Regions from separate parts of the Mus musculus genome. Here all the other regions are linked to region 7. Evidence: chromatin contacts called from public promoter capture Hi-C data. All regions are on one chromosome and are shown on one strand. Each heading gives the region's core, a stretch centred on a gene start, on an enhancer-like site or on the middle of the called end of the contact. The rest is flanking DNA. Distances are from core to core; before and after follow the strand shown. Region 1 holds the start of Ctr9 (CTR9 homolog, Paf1/RNA polymerase II complex component). Region 2 holds the start of Ampd3 (adenosine monophosphate deaminase 3). Region 3 has its middle 8.6 kb from the start of Eif4g2. Region 4 overlaps Ctr9 (CTR9 homolog, Paf1/RNA polymerase II complex component). Region 5 overlaps Mrvi1 (MRV integration site 1). Region 6 overlaps Mrvi1 (MRV integration site 1). Region 7 holds the start of Wee1 (WEE 1 homolog 1 (S. pombe)).

Region 1 (2,735 bases), core at 106-2,605, 910 kb before region 7:
GCAATCCATATGTGCAGTTGTGTGTGCTCCTGCTTCAGAATGCTGATGACTTCGTCTCCCTCCGGTAACTGATCGAAGTCAAGTTCAATGACCTAAAACACAGAATAAACGTTTCGTTTCCTTTTTAAATTCACAATTTCTCTCTTCTGCGTGTTTTGAATACTCATCAATGCCCATACACAAAGGGTATGTACTCACTTTCAATGGAGTGAACTAATTAATACATGTTCCTATTTAGGAAACACATGGCAAACAGGTTGTAGTCTGGTTTGGTCAAAGCATAGAAAAGCAGGCAAATCCTGTTGGTCGTTCTTCACATCGCTAAAACTATAAAATTCTCAACGACTTGCTTACTCAAAACCAAAATGAAACCTTGTACAACCCATAGGCCAACGAAACACTGATGCCATAGGTCTGAGAGCTTGAGAAACTCTATCCCAGAGGACAGGCAAAGTTGAATACCAACGGTCACTTAAATCACGGAGGCAGTATCGTGGGTCACATACATGCCTAAAATGTGGGCACCAACAATTAGAAGAAAAATATTCTGGAATGTACCCAAGACCACCATATTTTAGAAATGAATTCTACCTCGATCGAAAATAAAAGTGTGTAAAATCTAGTCTGACTGAGGCAACGCTGGAGCTTTATTCGGACAAACCACACGCCATGGATGAAAGTGGGTCGTTGCCATCAGCACACAGGAGCGGCTAAATCTCGGGCCCCTTATCTCGCCCAGAGAGCTGTGTTAATAGTGTGCCTTGACAGACTTTTCTTCCATGGCATTAAGAGCCGTCTCTCAGATACCCAGGGAGATTTAAAAAAATAAACAAATCCCAAGTTGGAGCAGCAGGTAGCCCCTGGGGCACTGACTCCCCTCTGTAAGAGGTGAGGTTTACTCGGCGCTCACACCCCTGCGCCTCGGAAGACAGCCGACTGTCAACAAGGAGCAGGCTGCAGGCGAACTTTCCCGAAGTCCTTGCGGCCAGAAAGGTGACCAGCTGAGTGGTGCCTGGGCCGAGAAGCTCGGCTGCGGCTCTCCCCTCCAAAAACCAAGCGGAGCAAAATCGGCGCTGGGATCGTCCAAGTTCATAGCCCTCCCCCGCTGCACACTCGGCACCCACCTCGTCAGTATCCCGGAGGGGAATCTCGATGGAGCCCCGCGACATGGTGAGCTCTGAAAGCAGGCGCTTCTCACCCCGCCGCTCGGCAGATCGCAGTCCCGGCTTCCAGCCTTACAGAGGTTACCACACCTCACACCCAGCGGAGCTGCCGGAGACCAGCTTCTCCTCTGCTGTCCGCCGCTGAAACAACGAGCTTCAGACCGCGACCGGCCACTTCCGGAGGCCCCGCCCCCTGTCCCGGAAGCACTACCAGTAGGGCGTGTCCCACGCGAGCTCCGCCCGCCTGGCGGCTCTGATGCGTCCTTCTTTGGAAAGACTGATAGTCCTGAGGTTGTTGTTGTGTCAGCCGTAGGTGACCGAGCGCCTTCGGGAACGCGGCATCTGCCGCTAAGGTGTCCAAACTGAGCTCCTCACAGACCCGCGCCGGAGCGGGGAGTGGTGGTGGTGAGGCGAAACCACGCCTCTATGGGCGGGGCCTCTGGTGACGAATTCTATGGGCGGTGCCTTGCCTCTTCGGCCACTTAAGCTTCTTGGGGGATAATTCAATCTTTTATCAGCTTTACAGTCGTTTTGTGTTGTCCCAGCCAGTTTGTGCAAGTCACACTGGTGATGTCGTTGTGACTAGTTTAAATAGACATAATCAGTGAATTCTGAAGTTATGGTAATAATGCACGGATTATTATTTTTATTTGTTGCGTTACATATTTGTATATGGATACATGCGAGCGATGGTGTGGCAAATGGAGGGCAGGGGACATCTTGTGGGAATCAGTTTTCTCCTACTCTGAAGGTCGTAGGGCTCGAACTCAGATAGACAGCGTTGGAGCCAGGCAACTTTTTGCAGACCCTGTTTATTTCTTGAGATATTCTGTATCCCAGGTTGACTTGAAACTCCCGACCTCAGCCTTCTGACTGCTGCAGTTATTGGCATATGCTTGGGCACCTGGCTTATATATATTTCTTAATGTACTTATATTTCTTTAGGAGCACAATGAAAAGGAACTGCTAGGTTTGATTTAAATAAAATCAAAAGAATTCTATTAAACCTAAATAATGAAATTATAGAATTCAAAAACATTTTAGCTCATGATTTCATTATAGAAGAGTATTAAATAGTTTCTTGTGCTTGGAATAAACAAGGGAAGGATCTTAATAAATAAGCGAATAGGCCGGGCAGTGGTGGCATGTACCTTTAATCCCAGCACTTGGGAGGCAGAGGCAGGCTGATTTCTGAGTTTGAGGCCAGTCTGGTCTACAGAGAAACCCTGTCTCGAACCCCCCCCCCCAAATGGGGAATAAAAAGGGTTAGTTTAACTGGGTGTGGTGGCACATGTCTTTAATCTCAACTCTTAGGAGGGAGGAGCAGGAGGAGAGCGCTGAATTTAGGCCATTCTACTCTATACATGGAGTTCCAGGCTAATCTGGGGTTACAGAATAGAGAGATCCTGTCTCAAAACAGAGCCCCCCTCCATCCCTGCTAGCCAGTGTTTTTTAAGATATTCACTGCTCTTTCTCCCAATTTCTTCTGCTGAGCCAAAGCTACTATTATCTCTTTGCCATCTTTTCTTGATTCTTCATCTTCTCTGGCTTCAAGCTCCAACCTAGTTTCAG
Region 2 (2,770 bases), core at 146-2,645, 650 kb before region 7:
ACCTAGGGTACAAAGCATGTCTTCTTAAAGAGGTCCCTGCTCAGCCCACAACTGCTCAGGACCATACTGGGCATACTGCTGTCAGCTTTACTCCAGTAACTTTGCTTATTTCTCACCAGCCACATGCAGTTTGGGGACACTCCCGTTAGAAAACATCTACTAAGGGGCCTCTCAAACTTGCATCACAGGCCTCTGCCAGCCTAGACCAGCCATTAGCAGATCTGCTCTTAAAGCAGCTGCAGGAAGTTCAAGGGCGGAACCAACCTACTACAGCACAAGGGTGTACTCCCAGTGACTTGCCCAGTGACAGGAGGTAAGAAAGGGGTCCTCAAACGGACTCATCATCTGGTCCATACCTCTGCCTCCACCTAGAAGTTCACCCCAGCCCAACACACCCAGTGAGGCTCAGGCACCTAGAAACTTGTCCAGGAGCTCAAAAGCTAGCATGCCCGGTTCCTTTAATTTCCCTAAATCTTGAGATTTTTCTCTAAGCCAGGAACCAGAGGTGCTGCAGGCTCACCAGAGGCCAGGACCCAGGCCACCGCTGGGTAGGGACGGGGAACAGGCTCTGGAGGTGGGAGCTGCGGAGGTTCTGGTCTCTGAGCACAGAGGGGACTGGGCACAGAGCGCCGGCCCAAGGTCAGCGGCGCAGCATCGCGCGCACTCACCGGATTCGGAGGGCAGGGCCATGGGGGCCGGCTGCCGGGCTGGAGCGCAGGTGCCGCGCCGGGCAGGGCGCACAGGGCAGCGGCAGCAGCGCACTGACGCCTGCGCGGCCCGGTACGTGGAGCTGGACCCGACCAGGCCGCGCTTGCAGCCCGTGCCCGCCCCGCAGGAGCCCGCGACTGGTGGGGACCAGGCTGAGCGCTGTGCGGCAGGGCCCGGTGGCGGGGCAGAGAGCCTGTGCAGCGGGATCGCGCACTACCTGGAGGACCCGAAGCTACCCGAGGCGCTGGGCCGCGCTGCCAGCAGGAAACCTAAGCACCCGGGCGCGGCAGCCTCCCTGTCCTCGGCCGGAAGCGAGTCCGGCTCCACCCGGGCTCCGTGGGGCCGCGACACTGTCCCGGGTCAGATGCCAGCAGGGATACCCGCTCTGAGCCTCCCTACCACCAATCTAGCTGCTGCGCCTCGAGGTGTTTGCCCACCTCCTCCTCCCCTCCCAACCAGGACTTTCCCCAAAAAACGAGATTCTAGAGGCATGGTTCCCTCCACGACACTTACTCTTGGTAGCTAAACCGACCAGCAAGCGTTGGTTTTCTCCAGGTGTTGGACCGGTCCCTTGAATCACCTTCCCGCCCCTCCCAACACACACGGGCGCGCGCGTGTACACACACACACACACACACACACACACACACACACACACACACACACACACACACACACACACTTCCTTGCTTCCCAGCCTTCTGCGGTCTAGTTTCTATGCCAGCCCCTCAAAGTCCGGAATGACCTCTGAGTTGCCAAGGCCAGCGGGAGCTTTCTGTGCACCCTTGCTCACCTCTTCCCAGCACTGCAGCCTGCTGACCACGCCTTCCTTCCTGGAACACAGCTCCCAAAGTTAGCACTGGGTGTCTGCCGCCGCTGGCTTCCACAGACTTCCACAGAGTGACCGGTTTCTTAGCCTCCATGGCCTGGTTTTCCATTATGCTGCTCCTGCTCCGAGGAGTCTCGGGATGCCAGCTCCCTGGATCATTTCTGGAGCTAACTCAGAGAATCCAGGCCCATCCAGGTGGTTTTAATGGCCTCCTGCCTGCTGATAAGCTAGTAAACTCTTAGGCCCAGAATACTCTAGAGCGGCAGGTGCATCTCAACCAGAGATTCCTAGGCCCAACTCCTAATTGCCTGCTGGTGGTTTTAGTCTTGACCAGTGACCTCACCCAAGCACCCCCACTTTAAGCCACACTGGGGAGCCACCTTTTGACTTGTGCCTCTTTCACAGAGTTACTGCTACTGTGAGTTTTCATTCACTTCACAGCTGTCTCATTTAAGCACCAAATTTTATTCTTTCTACTTCATAGCCTGATGCTTGCAATCTACATATTTATCAATGATACTCACATGACTGCTAATATACATTACATAGCACACTTAAAATGTTAAAGATGTGATAAAAATGAAGCAATAATTTAAAAATACGACAGGATCTCACTATGCAGCCCTGGCTCACCTGGATTTTGCTATATGGACCCTCCTTCTGCCTCCAGACTGCTGGGATTAAAGGCACATACCATCAACCCAGAAAATTATTTTCCTTTTAATGAATAGTATGCTGCATCTTTTTCTTCTTGCTTTAAAGTTGCCCATGATCGGCTTGGTGAAAGAACCGTGATTAAACTAGTTTGCTAGGCCAGGCTTGGTGGTCCATGCCTTTGATCCCAGCACTCAAGCAGCATACAGCTATCTTTGAGTTTGAGACCGGCCTGGTCTACAAAGCAAGTCCAGGACAGCCAGGGCTCTGTTATACAAAGAAACCCTGTCTAACAGAAAAACAAACAAACAGAAACAGAAACAAAAAGCTAGCTAGTTTGCTGAACCTTAATTTTTTTTAGATTTATTTATGTGCATGAACCTTTTGTTCCCATATATGTCTGTGCATACCTGTGTATTTGGTGCATGAGGAAGTCAAAAGAGGGCATTGTCTCCCCTAGAACTGGAGTTATGAGTGTTATACGTCACCGAGTAGATTCTGGGAATGGAACTTGGATCTTCTGCAAGAACAAGTACTCTTGACTGCTGAGCCATCTCTCCAGGACTCTGGCTGTTGTTA
Region 3 (3,021 bases), core at 156-2,655, 970 kb before region 7:
ATTTTTCCAATCTATGAACATGTGATATCTTTCTATTTCTTTTTTCTGATTCCTGCCATTTATACAGGAATTTCTCTGGTTCCAACTTCTATTATAATGCAGCTATTAAAATATAAGTTTTCATAGTCTTTCTGTTGAGTATTATTTTAACTATGGGTTGTCCTGGTTTTATATACTGAGGTGCCATGCTTCTATACAAAATTTGCTGAGGGTTTAGGGAAGAATGAATGTTAAATTGTTTTCAAATCCCTTTACTGTGTCTATTAAAGTGATTCACTTTATTCTGTTAATGTGATACATTTATAGATGTCTGGACATTGAAAGAAATTTGCATCTCAAGGATGAATGCCACCTAACCATAGCAAATCACCTTTACAAAATGTTTCACATTTTATGTTTGTGTGTACTTGTGTATGGGTGTAGGTGTGGGCACACACACACAACTTGTTAGGCTTGATGGCAAGCACCATTACCCACTGAGTTATCCTACAGACACCAAAGCACCTGACTATGCTAACTGTGTGCACTACCACTGAGCTGTATTCATAGCCCACAAGAAATATTTATTTCATTTTATAGAAAAAATAGGTTAAAAAACTGAAATCTATATCTATTGTCTTAAACTTTTATCCCAGTGGTCTTTCATTAACTTTATATTCAAAGAAGGAATATATCTGAAATCTTACTTTGATTCTAAATACAATAAAGAACACTACTGAAACAAAACAAAAATGAAAAAATAGAAAATCTGAAAAGACCAATGAGTAAGGAATTTGAGTCAGTAATAGAATCTCTCCCATAGTGGAAATCCCAGAACCTTATATTTGAGGCCTTGAATTCAACCCTTACCAGGAGAAGATTTCTTTCCTTGTATACAAAAACATTCTTCAGGGCCCATAAGATGGCTCAGCAGGTAAAGTGCTTGCCGCCAAGCCTCCCAATGACTTCTGTCTCTAGGACACACATCGTGAAGAGAGAGAATCAACTTCCTAGTCTGTGTGAATAACATGTACTTTCCTCCTAATAAAACATTGGCTTATAGCAGTTAAATTTTTAATTGCAATTTAGTAATTTCTATTTTCTAAGATAACATTCTTTAGCTGCATCATTTTAGCAGATTTTGATTATATTTTATTATAAAATGGACTATTACTGTTGCAAATAAAATATATAAAATATTTCAATATGTAAATGTTTTTATTGAGATATGGTCTGTAGCCCAGGCTGATTTAAAACTTACAGCAGTACTCCTTCCTCAGCCTCCTAAGTGCTGTAATTAGAGACATGAACCACTACACTAAGCTGCAACTCTCCTGTTTAAGAAATAAAAAAGGATTTGGTAGTACAGAGATGCAGATTAGTGCATCTCTCAACCTCTGTCACAGAAACTTCTATTTGCAGTGGACAATGATTAACTAAAAGACCCACAAATGGCCAAAGAGGTGCACAGAATAAGACACTGCAGAACACTCAACCCTAAATGGAATATCTTTACTGAACATTCTCCCTCCTCCCCAAACTCAGGGATCTCTTGGAAGAGGGAATGGAAAGACTATAAGAGCCAATGGTGTGAATAAGTACAAACAAACAGTAGCTTCTAGACATACAGGACAGCTGCACATATAAACTCACAGCAGTCATTAACATACACAAGCCCTGTGCAAGCTCAAGCCAGACCAAATCCTAGAATGAGGAAGGAAAGTAGACAGGGTCCCACCCCTAGCTGAGGAGCTACTTGCAAATGATAACTGCTGGGAAGGAGAATCTGTTTTCTTTGAAAGACTTGCTGCTGTTAGGTTGACCATACTCTAGTGGAAGACTACACATCCATAAATACATATACTGAATGAGTAGGGGAAAAAACACACAAAGTTGGGTGGTCAGGAAAGAAGAGTGATCTGGAAGTAGTTAGGGGAGGGAGTGAATATGATCAGAACTTAATTCTCAAAGAATTAAAAGATAGGAAAAATGGAGAAAGAATTTGGTGTTTCTATAATAATATTTTCAGTAACATATATCTTTTACTACATTGGAGAGAAGAGGAAAGGAATTATACACAACTTGAAGCAGCTTTCCTTTAACTCACTGCCAGTTAATCTTGATTAACTTCCAGGAATGCTTCTTATGTAATGAGTATCATCCATTCTCTAACTTTATTTTTTCTAAAGGAAATATATAATAAATCACAGTAAGCTAAAAAGCATCAGCTGTCCTCTTCAGAAGGGTCATTTGTGTCTCTTATCTAGTTCAGAAATTTTTGCCTGTTTCTATCCGGAAACAATTCATTTTTAAAAACTCTTAGTGATGTAACATGACAGGCAAGGTTCCTACTGTCATTGAGCTTACATGCTAATGCAATGAGTAGACAATACATACGAATGAAATTCATTTCAGAAAATAAGGACTTTGAAGTGAGGGGAATGGAATAGAGTACTGAGAAAGGGAGTATCTACTCCATTCCCTGCAGCTCTAGGGATTGACCCCAAGGCCTTGTGCATGCTCGGCAGTCACCGAGCTACATCTGTAGCCAGGTGAAGCCTTCTTCAGAGGCATCTGACCAGGTTGACCCCTAAACTATGGGGTGAAGACACAGCTCTGTAGGAAACTGAGGTGGAAGCTTCTGCGGTACTGGTTTGTTTCCCTGAGACCATTCACTCGTCAATAAAAAGGTATTTGCTTAAATAAAATTGAGCAGAGTTCAGAAATGTTCAAGAACTTTCTTTGCCTGTATAGTCAAACCTCAAAGCATTGTTCCATAATGGATAGACGTCAACAGATTTATCTCCTAATATTCCTTTTATAAAATTTTCTTCTTGGTTGTCCAATATAGCATTGGTACAACCCTTCCCTGCCCTTAATTTATAACTGGCATATTTTTTCATTCCTTCCATCATTTCTTTTTTTGTTTTTTTGTTTGTTTTGTTTGGGGTGGGGATTGTATTTTTGCAACAGGGTTTCACTATGTAACTCTAGCTCTCCTGGAACTTTATTATACTGGCTATAAGATTTTAAATTAAATTT
Region 4 (2,840 bases), core at 70-2,569, 930 kb before region 7:
CCTAAATGGAAGAAGAAGATAGAAGATAAAAGATATTTCACTCAATCCTCATATTAAGGCCCTGTTTAATAAACAGAAGTTCATCAAGAAAGGTAAAATATAGTTAATACTGTCAGTAAACTAAGAAATAACCATAGCAACAGGTAGTAAACATTAAACTTTCTAACTAACTGTGTCAGCACGGTGGGTGGGGCAGAAGTCACGAGAGCACTTACTCTTCACCAGATGAGGCAAGAAACATTAACAGAGATGAACAATAGCACAGCTGATCATCAGAGATGGGAGCTTTCATCTACCACACACTGAACTGCTAAGTCCTATAAGGTTAAACACATTTGAACTGAGCTGAATAAATCTGTTAAGCAGTAAGTGATAAGATCTTTAATCCTAGCTTGATGAAAATCAACATCCCATAAAGACACACTGGAACAGAACATGAAACCAACACAAGTGGAGACGAAACAGCTCACAAGTGTAAAACACTGGCTCGGACTGCTGAGAGGTGAATGAAAATCCCCGAGAGCCCACAGCCAGCCAGGCAGCTCTAGGAATCAGGCTTCAAGGCTGACTTGCCTGGACTCTGCCTGGAGTATGGCGCCACCACATGGCAACTGTGTGCTTTGACCTTAAACTAAACTGCTAGCTAGACCTCTAATGCTTGCTTTCCCCTAATGGTTATTATTATTATTTTTCTTTTGAGGAAAATCTTTTTTTTTAATCTCCTGAGGCAGTTTTAAGGCAACAAACCACTGTAAAGCCCCTTTCCTCAGAGCTCTCACCTGTGTGCGAGCTCCAGCTCTTTCACAGCATTAAGGACTTCCTTCAGATTACTTTTTTCATCTTTCAGGACAGAGGTAGCTAATCTTTGCAAGACCAAGGCCACATTAAACATCAGAACTGTGTCACTGGGTGCCACGTGTCTGGCCTGTAAACAGAAAGCAATGCAGGTAGCTTCTTATGACTGAATGCCACCAAAAGCATTCAGTAAACAAGTAAAAGCCAGGCAGCCATTTGGGGGGTGGGGCGGGGGCGGGGGCGGATGCAGTCCTGTTACCTTCAGCAGAGTCTGCTTGCACTCCTGCAGCTTGCCGCACTTGAAGAGGGCGCGGGCCAGGTAGAGCACAACCTCAGTGTTTTGGTGCTTATAGAACTTTCTGAGGCAGTTCTCATACTACAGAAAGGAAATGCTGGTTAGAAACACAGCAGAGCCGGGCAGTGTTGCCGAGTTCCCTTAATCCCAGCACTCGGGAGGCAGAGGCAAGCCAATCTCTGAGTTCCAGCCAGGCTGCTCTACAGGTCAAGTTCCAGGACAGCCAGTACACAGAGAAACTCTGTCTCAAAAATAAACAAACGACAACAGAACACAGCAGGGAGGTATTCTCATGCTGTGTCTGCATTTCAAAGCAGTTTTAAAGCTCTGAAAAGACACTCCAATTTGGCTAATTTCAGAGACTAATCTGGAGTTGACTTCTGACATTAGTCAGTTTACGTATTTACAACATAAAAATCTGTTCACAGAAAAACTAGGATCAAAATACTTTTTCCACTTGGAATTTGGACCAGTGCTGAGTAAAAGGTAAAGAGATTTAAGCCTGCCTGCCTGCCTCAACCTTAGCTGGGAAACCCCTTTCTCCTATCTTTAGGACACAATCCAGAATCAATTCATCATGGCCACCATGACAAGTCACACCTGGGCCCTCTGGGTGACACACTCTTAACATCTTCCTCTGGGATCTGTGTCAATGAGCATACAAGTCTCACACTTCAGCTAGTATGTTGGTCAACCTGCAAATGAACATCTGAGTTCATTTCACCTCTTTACTCTAGTGTGTGTCTGAGATCTGTATCTCACGTGTGTGAAGGGAGGGGTGGATACAGGGGCCAGAAGAAGATGTCAGATGTCTTGATATGTCTTGCTGTCACTGGCTGCCCTATCTCATGGTCAGGATTTCTCACCTGGAGCTTGCCACCCCTCCACCCTCATGGCCTGTTTTGCTATCCCAGTGATTCTCCTGTCTCCACTTCTGACAGCACTAAGAAAATGAACATATTTTTCATGGGTACTAGGAATCTGAACTTAGTCCTCATGACTATGCAGCAAGCACTTCTACACATAGTGTCATCTCCCTAACCCCCAGAGTTAATTTTTATATAAACAACATTTTTGACCACAAGCATATACACATCCTGTTATAGGTAACTGACAAGGTAATTTTCTGGACTATCTCTAATGGCTAATTTGCATTCTAGAAGGCAGTGCTAAGGTTCTGCAGATTGGGATGGCTTGTCTCTAAGAACACAAGCTCTGGGTTGTGCTCTCTGAGCTCTGCAAATCCCTCTGATCAGTTTAGTACGTGAAGCCTGAAGCCTGGACTAACTACTCTTGTCCTCTTTGTTCAGAAGCCTCTTTTGCTCTGACGGTACTCTACTCACAGACACCAAGAGCTTTGTTATCTTTTTTTTTTTTTTTTTTTTTTGGTTTTTCAAGACAGGGTTTCTCTGTCTCTGTGTAGCCCTGGCTGTCCTGAACTCACTTTGTGGACCAGGCTGGCCTTGAACTCAGAAATCTGCCTGCCTCCCAAGTGCTGGAATTAAAGGTGTGCGCCACCACGCCCGGCTGAGCTTTGTTTTCTTTTTTTTTTTTCCCGGCTGAGCTTTGTTTTCTTAATGTCCTGAAAACATCGAGTATACTTTTCCTTACACTGAAGTACTCAGCAAACATGAGAAACTTACAAAATCTACAGATACAACCCTTGTTTCCATTTTTGTCTTTTTTTTTCATTTTCTATTTCTTTTATCTTAAAAGATAAACAGTGGGGCAGGATAGATAGTTCAGTGAT
Region 5 (2,798 bases), core at 288-2,787, 840 kb before region 7:
GGTACACACACACACAAACAACAACAACACATACACACAAACAACAACAACAACATACACACAAATAACAACAACAACAACAACACACACACACACACACACACAAATAAAATGAACCTTTTTAAAAAACCGTCCATGTGTGTGTTGTATAGTGTGTGTATAGTGTGTGTAGCCTGCATGCCATACACCCAGGTGGAGGCCAGATGGAGGCCTGAAGAGGGTGTTGAGTTTCTTCCTCTGTTACTTTCAGTTTTATTCCTTTGAGACAGGGTCTCACTGTTGCTTTGCTCACCAGCAAATCCAGTAACATACTTGTCTCCAGAGCCTTCAGGGCTTTGGTTACAGGTGTGATCATGCCTTTAAACAAACAAACAATTAACAACAACAACAACAAAATGTGTGTGCCTCCACATTTAGATAAATGCTCACTTATCCAACACCTTTACCCAACTCAGATATTCATGTTCACACAGCAAACCCTGTTTACCTATTGAGCCACCTCCCAAGCCCTGAAAACAAAGGAGAAGAAGCAGCAGATGAGCAACATGGCAAAGTGTGTAACACGGGAGAGAGCAGATCCCACAAAGTGTGTAACACGGGAGAGAGCAGATCCCACAAAGTGTGTAACACGGGAGAGAGCAGATCCCACAAAGTGTGTAACATGGGAGATAACAGATCCCACAAAGTTAACCTTTGATCTTCACACACAAGCCCCTCCCCACTCTAATAATGATAATTAATATATAATGAACTTTAAAAATTAAAAATAAAAAAGAAAGCAAAGGCCATCCCAAATCCTGATGTGTAAAGAGCATGATAACATACAATACAACATATATGTAAATGGAGTCCTTCTCTGCATGAACTTGAAAAGTTCTGAATTACGAAATCTCCCTCCCGCTTTGCTCCTGTTAGAGCACAGGGTCCATTTCAGGTTATTTAACTGTTAGCTGCTCTCTGTTCTACAACACTTTCAATGATCCTGCTCCATCTGAGCCTGGAGATTCCCCTGGGGCACAGAGCCATCCTCTGTAGCTCAGGGGTCTCGCTTGCCCCTGCTTCCTTTGTCAGCTGTTACTTTTAACTCTCTGAGCCTTTGGGTATTTTTATTGATATCTGGCCGCTAGCCCTTTCAGGAAGCAGGCAGTTACAAATCCCTCACAGGCCAGTCCGTAAAGGGGAACACAAACTTCAGGAGGATTCCCCTGATGATCACGGTGCTGCGGGCTCAGGATTAGGTCCATGGGGAGATCTAGAGGAGAGAGGAGGGGCTTTGCTTCGGAGCAAGTGGAGGGCTACCTGAGCCTGGATGAAGAGTGGATGTTGGTTTTTGTCCATGTGTAGCTTCCCATCAGACCTCTGGGAGAGCTGCGTGTTCAGAGTTCTCCGTGTCAGTGGGCTTGTTTTGTTTTGTTTTGTTTGTTTTTTAAAAACCTTCTAATGATCTGTTTTAGAGCTACGGTGTGTTCCTTAAGCCCAAAGAAAGAGCCACAGGAGAGAGTTGTCACACTTGATGGCCAGGGCCGTGACAGTGATCACAGTGCTGGAGTGTGGGAGGGGCAGGGTCTCTGTCATGCTGTCTGTTGTCAGGCTTATGTCATCAGGAGATAGAGGCCAGCACTTGAGGGAGTTGAAAGTCTAAAAGCTGTTGTATGGAATCTGAAAAGCCAAACCCTGGGAGGCTGGGGTGGGAGGCTGGGGTGGGAGGCTGGAGTGGGAAGCTGGGGTGGGAACTGGGGTGGGAGGCTGTTGGCCAAGGTGGCAGTATGATTCCACACCTGGCTTGCAAACCAATGCTTGATCATCTTGCTTTGGAGAATTCTAGTTATCTCCCTCAAGGTTGGCTTAGAAAATGTGAGCACATGGGTGGCTGAAGCTAAACACAATGTCAATATGCAGAGGAGACCACAAGCACTGGCCAGTCCATTGTTGAAAGTGAATAAGCCAAATTGGCCACGGTCAGGACCAGAGGGGTCACTGTGACATGCCAGCCATCCATGCATGCCCTCTTGGGTGGTAGGTAGTCATTAACTTTGGCAAGGCAATCTCCTAAAGGAGGGTTTCCTCTACTGTCCACCAGGGAAAGTAGTCCCTAGGCAAGGCATGGGTGCTGAACTCATTGTGGGAAAGAGTGAGATACGGAGACTGAGTCAGCAGAAGGGAGAGGCTGTTGAGAACGCTTGATCCACAAATGCCCCTTTTAAGATTCTCACTTGTCACGGATTCCCTCAGCCTCAATCCTCAGGAGAACTCCACCCGTCTCCCCATAGGGACTCTCTGGATGTGTGTGCTCAAAAGTGTGTTGGAAAGGTTTGCTTTCAGTACATTTGCTGAGCCCTAATCACACCTTAAGGGTCAGAGAAATGCAGACGAGAAACACTGAATTTGGAAGAACACACGGGGAGGACAACCCTGGAATTGTTGCTAGCCAAGTGGAGGGAGGACATCACCCTGAAAACAAACCGTTGTACTATGTTGGAACAGGGCTGACTAACTTTTCCACAAAAAGGTAGTAAATGCATTTGTTGTGTTTTGTTTTGTTTTGTTTTGTTTTGTTTTGTTTGTTTTTGAGTTAGATAATGTCTGTCTGAGGTATTCAACTGTCCTTGTAGGAGGGGAAACTACCAAACTACATAAATGAATGTGGCAGTATCCCAATGCACCTTGCTTATTGGGACATTTATATTTGATACACAGTGAGTACTTTCTTTGACTCTGCTAGAGGAGTGCTTGTTAATATGGGAACAACGATAGCAAAAGCTACCATCCCAGTAGCTGCTTTGTGCTAGATTGTGGTA
Region 6 (3,020 bases), core at 342-2,841, 820 kb before region 7:
TATGGCCCCCTCACTAACAATGGTACCACGCCAAACTCACATTCTCATGCAAACCCTGGATCCAAAATCCTAGGCAATTTTCCCAGTTAAATGTGGGTTTTGATGACCACCAAGGCCACCAGAATAACCATCTGAGGGCAACAAGAAGGTAGTTTAGTTGAACATGACTAAGTAGCTATGTTGGTTCAAACTTCAGAGTCTGACTTGTAGTAGTTTATTCTAGGCATATTTAAGCACAGCACAATTTGGTGAAAACTTCCCTAGTGATGATAACTCAACCCTGTGTGTACAATAAAGCACAAATGAAGCTAAATAAAGTTCAGATGTGACTATACAGAAACTCTTTGTAAAGTACATGTGGCACCATCCATTAAATGGGTTTATAGATGGAGAAAAACAAGCTTTCAATAAGGGTCTAAGGGAGATTCTAGTGTTGTCTAGGGCATACATATAACTCAAAGGCTGCTCCCAGCCTTGTGTTCAGATAACAGGTCATACATCCATTCTTTCAAAGGAACAACCCTGTGTGTTTGACATTCCAGGTTTCCCTAGTACCTGTCCTCTCTAGCACAGAGACCCCTGACCTCCTACAAACAAAAGCACTCCTAAACTGAGTATAATAAAAGATTAGCAAAGAAACAGCCTCATCCCTAGATGAAGAATAGGAGTCCTATTCTTCCTACATCTGTAGCTCTCAGCATTTAAGAGAGGGTGCTGCTCTTATAGAGGACCTGAGTTCAGTTCCTAGCATCCATCCAGAACTGCCTGCAACTCCTGCTTCAAGATATCTGATGCCCTCTTTTGGCCTACACATTCATGCACACACACACACACACACACACACACACACACACACACTTAAAAAAAAAGTAAATATATTTTAAAGTACTTTCAAACCTTATTAAGCCACCCCCCCTTGTTACCCCCATGGCTGTTACCTGCTTGTTGGTCCAGCTCAATGAAGACCAGGGCCTGGGTGAAGCTTCTTAGAGGTACAGCATTGGGAGGAACCCATGTGCTAGCTGTAGAGTCAATGGTTAAGTCCCTTGATTGGCCAGTAGGAACCCTGAAAGCCAGTTCCCCACAAGCTACGCCTACCTGTGACCTGGAGCCAAAACTAATATTTAAAGAATAATGAGATGGGTTCTAATGGTCTCTGAAGGCTTTTCAGGTGCTGTGATTCTGTCTCTGGGCTTGTAGGAATCTGAAGCTATCCTGACTTTTTTTTTTGTTTTGTTTTGTTTTTTTTGTTTTTGTTTTTTTTTTGTTTTTTTGCAAGTTGCAATGGCTGAGACAGCACCGGAATCTGGAGGAGGATGCTTGAGGGACTCAAGCCAAATGGGATCCAGGAGGCCCAGGTCCCTCAGAGAAGACAGAGAACAGGGTTTAAGACTGCGATCTCTGTGGTCTGACCACATTGGCCTTGAATTCCAGCTCCTCTGCATCCTCATCCAGAGACCTAGAACCAAGGCTGTTAGATTTCTGATTGTTAGAGTCCCCGTGGTTACCTGTGTGCTACTTTGAACAAGGGTTAGCTGTTGCCACTTCTGTTCAGCCTGCTCAGCTCAGCCCTGAGGCAATTTATACCCTTGCACAGAGGTTCAAGGTCCACGTGAGACTTTCATTCTTTTACTTTCTGGTCTTGCTACCAGGCTCTGGGCCTCTCTTAGTTCTCCGGAAGCCAGATAGGCATGGTTCATAAAGAGCCTCTGCTCACACTGGGCTCCTGAGGTAGCATGGCCACAGGGGAGGTTCAGCTCTCCCAAGCTAGCTGGAGCCTCCAGGGGCAGAAAGAAACCTGACTCCCCAAGAGTACAGAAGTCAGGCAGCCAGGAAAGCAAGGCTGGCCAGGGTTCAGCCGGAAGTTCCCGTTCTGTGTAAATTCCCACTCTGTAAAACAGGCAAGGAACAGAGCATCCTTCCAAGTTTATAGCTCCCTGGGGTCCAGCCCTAGTTTTGAATACTCCAGTCCCAAGCCTCTGTTTCCCACCACTAGCCTGAGTGCTAGCTGAGTCTTCACAACAAAACCCTTGAAGTAGGAGAGCTATATTGTTCTCTTCACTGCAACTGCTAATTGGAATTCGTAATCTATCCCTACAGTGAAGTGAAGCCTTCTGGCAGTGACTCAGCAGTATGCATTCTCTAGGGCCCAGGCCAGGACACAGAGTGCTGACTGAATTGAAGCTGTTGGGACACATACCTTGGACCTTTGGGGACCACAGAATGACAGGCTGTCAGCTAGAAAAACCCTATGTCTTAGTTTGCTTTTTGTTGCTGTGATAAACATCACAACAAAATGTAGCCTGGGGAGGAAAGGGTTCATTTTATGTTTCACTTCCAAGTATCAGTACATTACTGAGGGAAGTCGGGCAGGGACCTGGAGCAGAATGCATGGAGAATGCATGCAGACCTGTTCTTCTTCACTGTGCAGCCACAGACCCCAGATGCAGTGTGACCAAGTCATCGGTACTTTCCTGAGCTGTGACCAGGAACCACTTAGGAAGCTGACTCATTGGGACAGCATGCATCCTCAGAGGTGCTTGGCACACTTGGGGTATAGGAGCTCCTGTCAGTAAGAGCCTGGGTTCCACTTGTCCAAGTTCTTTTCTCCTTTGAGGGTTTCTACAAGTCTCTAGGAACAGGTTGCTCGAGTTCATGGACAGAGCATCTGGCTTCCTGTTGTCAGCTCCAGCATTCACCACTCCACCTCTGTCTTCCACCTCCCTGCACACAAAGCCACTTGATGATAACAGGCATCCGGGCACCGGAAACTACTGAGCTGTATTCATACATTTAGCTTTAGATTAAAAAATTACTCTTTGGAAAACGTCCCACATTTATATAATGTATTTTGATCCTACCCACCCACCACTCCCTCCTTTAATTCTCCATAGTGCCCATCTATCTCTCTCCCATTTCTTGTCTCCTTTTGTTATTAATAATTACCCGAGTCTGCTTAGTGATGCTTCTTCCATATGCACAAGAAGGCGTGGCTAACTTGCTAGCAGCTGCTTTCCAGA
Region 7 (2,700 bases), core at 142-2,641:
TCCATGAGTTCACGACGGTAAACACAGAGACTCAAAAGGACGCGCAGAATCTCTAATGCCATATCACATGGAACCACAAGTCCAGGGGGTTGGAACAAACCCTTTAATAAACCTAACTCCTTCCATCCGTGCCCCCCAAATTACAGGCCCGGACACCGGATTTAACAGGCACCATATGGCTCGGAGTGTCAGGTGGCCAGCAGCAATCCGGCACCCTGGCACACCGGACCACCGAGACCCAATACTCAACCACCTGGACAGCGGGGACCAGGCCCTTTGTAAAGTGGAGTAGTTACAGACCAGGCCCATTGTTCAGTTACATAATCTTAACCGACAACTTCTAGGCAGAGCCAAAAAGGGGGGCTGCCAACTTTTTTTTTTTTTTTGAGTGGCGGCGCAGGACAGCGAGCGGGGTGCGGCGGGGCGGTTATGTAACCGAACCCGGGCAGTGGCGCGCAGGGCTGCAGCGCCGCGGCCTTTTTTTTTAAAGGCCCTGGAGCCGGCTCCTCCGCCCCCTCCATTACCTTGGGAGTGTGCGGCGTGTCGAACAGGCGCAGCTTGCGGAAGGTCTTGTGCGGAGGGGTGCTCGGGTAGTCGGGCTGCGGCGAGCAGGGGTCGTCCATGGCTCGCGGAGCCCCGCAACCCTGCGGGGAGGCATCCCCTGGGCCGCCGCAGCGCACTGGCGAGAACGGGCTGCTCAGAAAGTAGGCGGTCGAAGGTGATTTGACGGGCGACGAGGAGCCGAAACCCTCCTCCTCCCAAGAGTCGCCCTCGGCGCCTCCACCCGCCGCTTGCGCGCCTCCGCCGCCGCCCTGCAGCAGCAAGTCGTCCTCCAGCTCTCCCGGGCTGCTGGGCTCCGCGCCGGGCGAGCGACGGCGGCGCTCGGCCTCGGCCTCGGCAGGGCTGCGTGCAGAAGGCAGGGGCGAATCCGGTTCCTGGAAGGCCGAGTCCTCCCCCGTACTGTGGCCGCTGCCTTCCTCCTCCTCCTCCTCCTCTTCCTCACAGTCGCTGCCCGGCGAGAAGATGAGCTTCTGCCGCAGACTGTAAGCGGCTCCTACGCGGCGGGTGGGCGGCGGCTGCTGTCGGCTCAGGAAGCTCATTTCCCGGCTGCAGTCACGGCGGAGCACGGGAGAACACAGGACCGGCGAGCAGAGGCCGGCGGCGTCCAGGTCGCGGCTGGCACAGGGGGCGGGTCCGCCACGTGCGATCGGGCGCGCCGGGCTGAGGCTGCAGCGGGCCTGCGCGGCGGCAACTCCGAGGCCCGTCAAGCTCACGACGGGGCGACGGCGACGGCTGCGGCGCGGGATGTCCAGCGGAGACTGGCCGGTCCAGTGCTGGCGAAAGGCTCCGCAAGTTCGTCCGCAAGTTCGGGTTCCGCGGCTTCCCGCGACCGTTAACCACGTGAGGGCCCAGCCCACCAATCCCCGCCCAGCCCCGGTTTGAAAAAACAGGGAGGGCGCGACGTAGCCCACGGGGGAGGAACCAGCTACGCGATTTTGGCGGGAACTCGCTGACTCCGCCCCACAGCCTAGGCGCGCCGCCAGTCGTGGGCGGGTCGCGGCATCCCGGGCCAATGAGTGGGCCTGGATTGCACAGAACCCCACCCAGAGTCTATGTTTAGAGGACCGGAGCCTGCCGGGAGCCGCCCTGCGAGGAGGGGCGAGAGGACGGCGGCTACTGCCCAGTGCTGGCCTTGGGTCGGCCTCCCTGTCTCCGGGTTCAGAAGCATCCGGACACCGTGCAGCCTTTGGGGACGCCTAGAAGCCTGGTCCAACCCCAGGTTCTGAGGCCCGACCCCTGGGGCGTTCTGGGCGTGGCTGTGTCCAGTCACGTTCTATAGTCGCGGTCCGAGCCGGAAACAGTGACCGAGCTCTGGACCTTGCCCAGCGCGAAACTCAGATAATGAGCTGCAGGACTAGGACACAGAGGTGGCCTCTCACACAGTCTTGTGTCCCTCACAGCCAGACTTATCCGTGATAATTGGTCCTGCCACAAGCCCGAATGCCTGACCTGCAACCGTGGTGTTTATATTTGTTCGCTTACACGTGAGAGTGCGCTAGCCAAACTGATTGGTCCCGGGAGAGAAAAAAAACAAAACAAAACTGAAGTGTAACAGAGGTGAGTGCTGGCGCACACACCTGTGATTCAAACAGTCTGGAAGCTGAGGCAGGAGGACCAGAAGTTTAAAACCCCTTTGCTCTGTAGTGGTCCTGTCTCATAATTTCCAGGAAAAAATAAGTTTCCACAACCTTCTCAACCGTAACTTAAATCTGTTTACAACAAGTGTGTTCCTATTTTGTATGCTATGATCAATCATTTCTCCTTGTTACGGTTTTGTTTTTTTTTTTTTTAGCATTCTCTGCTGGAGTGGGAATTACTGAGGCCAGACTGTCATACAGAAAAGTAGGTTTCTTTTTCACTAGGAAATTAGAACCCACTTTTGGGGAACTGAGGCCATCAGTAGAAAGCTTGATGTTTTTTAATGTAGATTCACATTATCTGGATAATAGCCTATTATACTCTTCTGTTGTCATTTACTGTAGTTAGGAGTACTAATGTGTGTGTGAGCTTTTTTTAACACTTCAAAGGCTGAAAAGTCAAACTGATTTTTGTTTTTGAGACCTGCCTTTGCCGTGTAGCCCGATTATTTGAACCACCTCCAGAGTGCTGGGATTATAGACCTGTGCACCTGCCAGGCCA

Evidence for each region. Promoter capture Hi-C pulls out the DNA fragments that hold promoters and counts their contacts.
Region 1: a promoter capture Hi-C map of pre-B cells shows a contact between it and region 7, with 9 times the contacts expected there. The contact joins the promoter of Ctr9 here to the promoter of Wee1 in region 7. A contact is called at or near these places in 16 of 39 promoter capture datasets (3T3-L1-derived adipocytes, the C10 cell line, the SN4741 cell line and 9 more), 1 of 484 Hi-C or Micro-C datasets (embryonic stem cells), 6 of 115 datasets of contacts at active chromatin or transcription factors (effector CD8 T cells, embryonic forebrain, embryonic stem cells and 3 more) and 2 of 9 other capture datasets (adipose tissue and liver).
Region 2: a promoter capture Hi-C map of hippocampal neurons shows a contact between it and region 7, with 3 times the contacts expected there. The contact joins the promoter of Ampd3 here to the promoter of Wee1 in region 7. A contact is called at or near these places in 3 of 39 promoter capture datasets (hippocampal neurons, liver and pre-B cells), 3 of 115 datasets of contacts at active chromatin or transcription factors (astrocytes, pancreatic cancer cells and stem cell-derived neural progenitor cells) and 2 of 9 other capture datasets (macrophages and pancreatic islet).
Region 3: a promoter capture Hi-C map of liver shows a contact between it and region 7, with 2.1 times the contacts expected there. The contact joins the enhancer-like site here to the promoter of Wee1 in region 7. A contact is called at or near these places in 7 of 39 promoter capture datasets (the C10 cell line, cranial neural crest, liver and 4 more), 2 of 484 Hi-C or Micro-C datasets (B cells and embryonic stem cells), 4 of 115 datasets of contacts at active chromatin or transcription factors (cardiomyocytes, effector CD8 T cells, large pre-B cells and 1 more) and 1 of 9 other capture datasets (liver).
Region 4: a contact with region 7 is called in a promoter capture Hi-C map of liver, with 4 times the contacts expected there. The contact joins the enhancer-like site here to the promoter of Wee1 in region 7. A contact is called at or near these places in 4 of 39 promoter capture datasets (the C10 cell line, cranial neural crest, hippocampal neurons and 1 more) and 2 of 115 datasets of contacts at active chromatin or transcription factors (bone marrow-derived macrophages and microglia).
Region 5: a contact with region 7 is called in a promoter capture Hi-C map of pre-B cells, with 4 times the contacts expected there. The contact joins the enhancer-like site here to the promoter of Wee1 in region 7. A contact is called at or near these places in 2 of 39 promoter capture datasets (hippocampal neurons and pre-B cells), 1 of 115 datasets of contacts at active chromatin or transcription factors (memory CD8 T cells) and 1 of 9 other capture datasets (adipose tissue).
Region 6: a promoter capture Hi-C map of liver shows a contact between it and region 7, with 2.1 times the contacts expected there. The contact joins the enhancer-like site here to the promoter of Wee1 in region 7. A contact is called at or near these places in 3 of 39 promoter capture datasets (hippocampal neurons and liver), 1 of 115 datasets of contacts at active chromatin or transcription factors (memory CD8 T cells) and 1 of 9 other capture datasets (macrophages).

The regions. Positions count from the first base shown.
Region 1 is chr7:111,027,571-111,030,305 of GRCm38.p6, reverse strand. It overlaps Ctr9 (CTR9 homolog, Paf1/RNA polymerase II complex component), which reads right to left and starts at 1,355. Exons shown (of 25, transcript NM_009431.2): 1 at 1,125-1,355; 2 at 1-92. The coding sequence starts at 1,169.
Region 2 is chr7:110,766,831-110,769,600 of GRCm38.p6, reverse strand. It overlaps Ampd3 (adenosine monophosphate deaminase 3), which reads right to left and starts at 1,395. Exons shown (of 15, transcript NM_001276301.1): 1 at 1,222-1,395. It also overlaps B430319F04Rik.
Region 3 is chr7:111,090,120-111,093,140 of GRCm38.p6, reverse strand. No RefSeq gene overlaps it. Among named protein-coding and RNA genes, the nearest start is that of Eif4g2, 8.6 kb to the right of the region's middle. Within about 2 kb of position 1,405, at least 1 of the 459 cell types and tissues checked has an H3K27ac peak or open chromatin away from gene starts, as enhancers often do. A contact at or near this core is called in liver, where this site is marked.
Region 4 is chr7:111,047,595-111,050,434 of GRCm38.p6, reverse strand. Ctr9 (CTR9 homolog, Paf1/RNA polymerase II complex component) reads right to left here. Exons shown (of 25, transcript NM_009431.2): 17 at 1,055-1,171; 18 at 780-925; 19 at 1. Among named protein-coding and RNA genes, the nearest start is that of Ctr9, 20 kb to the right of the region's middle. Within about 2 kb of position 1,319, at least 12 of the 459 cell types and tissues checked have an H3K27ac peak or open chromatin away from gene starts, as enhancers often do. A contact at or near this core is called in liver, where this site is marked.
Region 5 is chr7:110,961,905-110,964,702 of GRCm38.p6, reverse strand. The region is part of intron 1 of Mrvi1 (MRV integration site 1); the gene reads left to right. Among named protein-coding and RNA genes, the nearest start is that of Mrvi1, 19 kb to the left of the region's middle. Within about 2 kb of position 1,537, at least 18 of the 459 cell types and tissues checked have an H3K27ac peak or open chromatin away from gene starts, as enhancers often do. A contact at or near this core is called in pre-B cells, where this site is marked.
Region 6 is chr7:110,940,917-110,943,936 of GRCm38.p6, reverse strand. All of the region lies in intron 2 of Mrvi1 (MRV integration site 1), which reads left to right. Among named protein-coding and RNA genes, the nearest start is that of Gm16336, 37 kb to the right of the region's middle. Within about 2 kb of position 1,591, at least 164 of the 459 cell types and tissues checked have an H3K27ac peak or open chromatin away from gene starts, as enhancers often do. A contact at or near this core is called in liver and memory CD8 T cells, where this site is marked.
Region 7 is chr7:110,120,750-110,123,449 of GRCm38.p6, reverse strand. Wee1 (WEE 1 homolog 1 (S. pombe)) reads right to left here and starts at 1,391. Exons shown (of 11, transcript NM_009516.3): 1 at 525-1,391. The coding sequence starts at 1,100.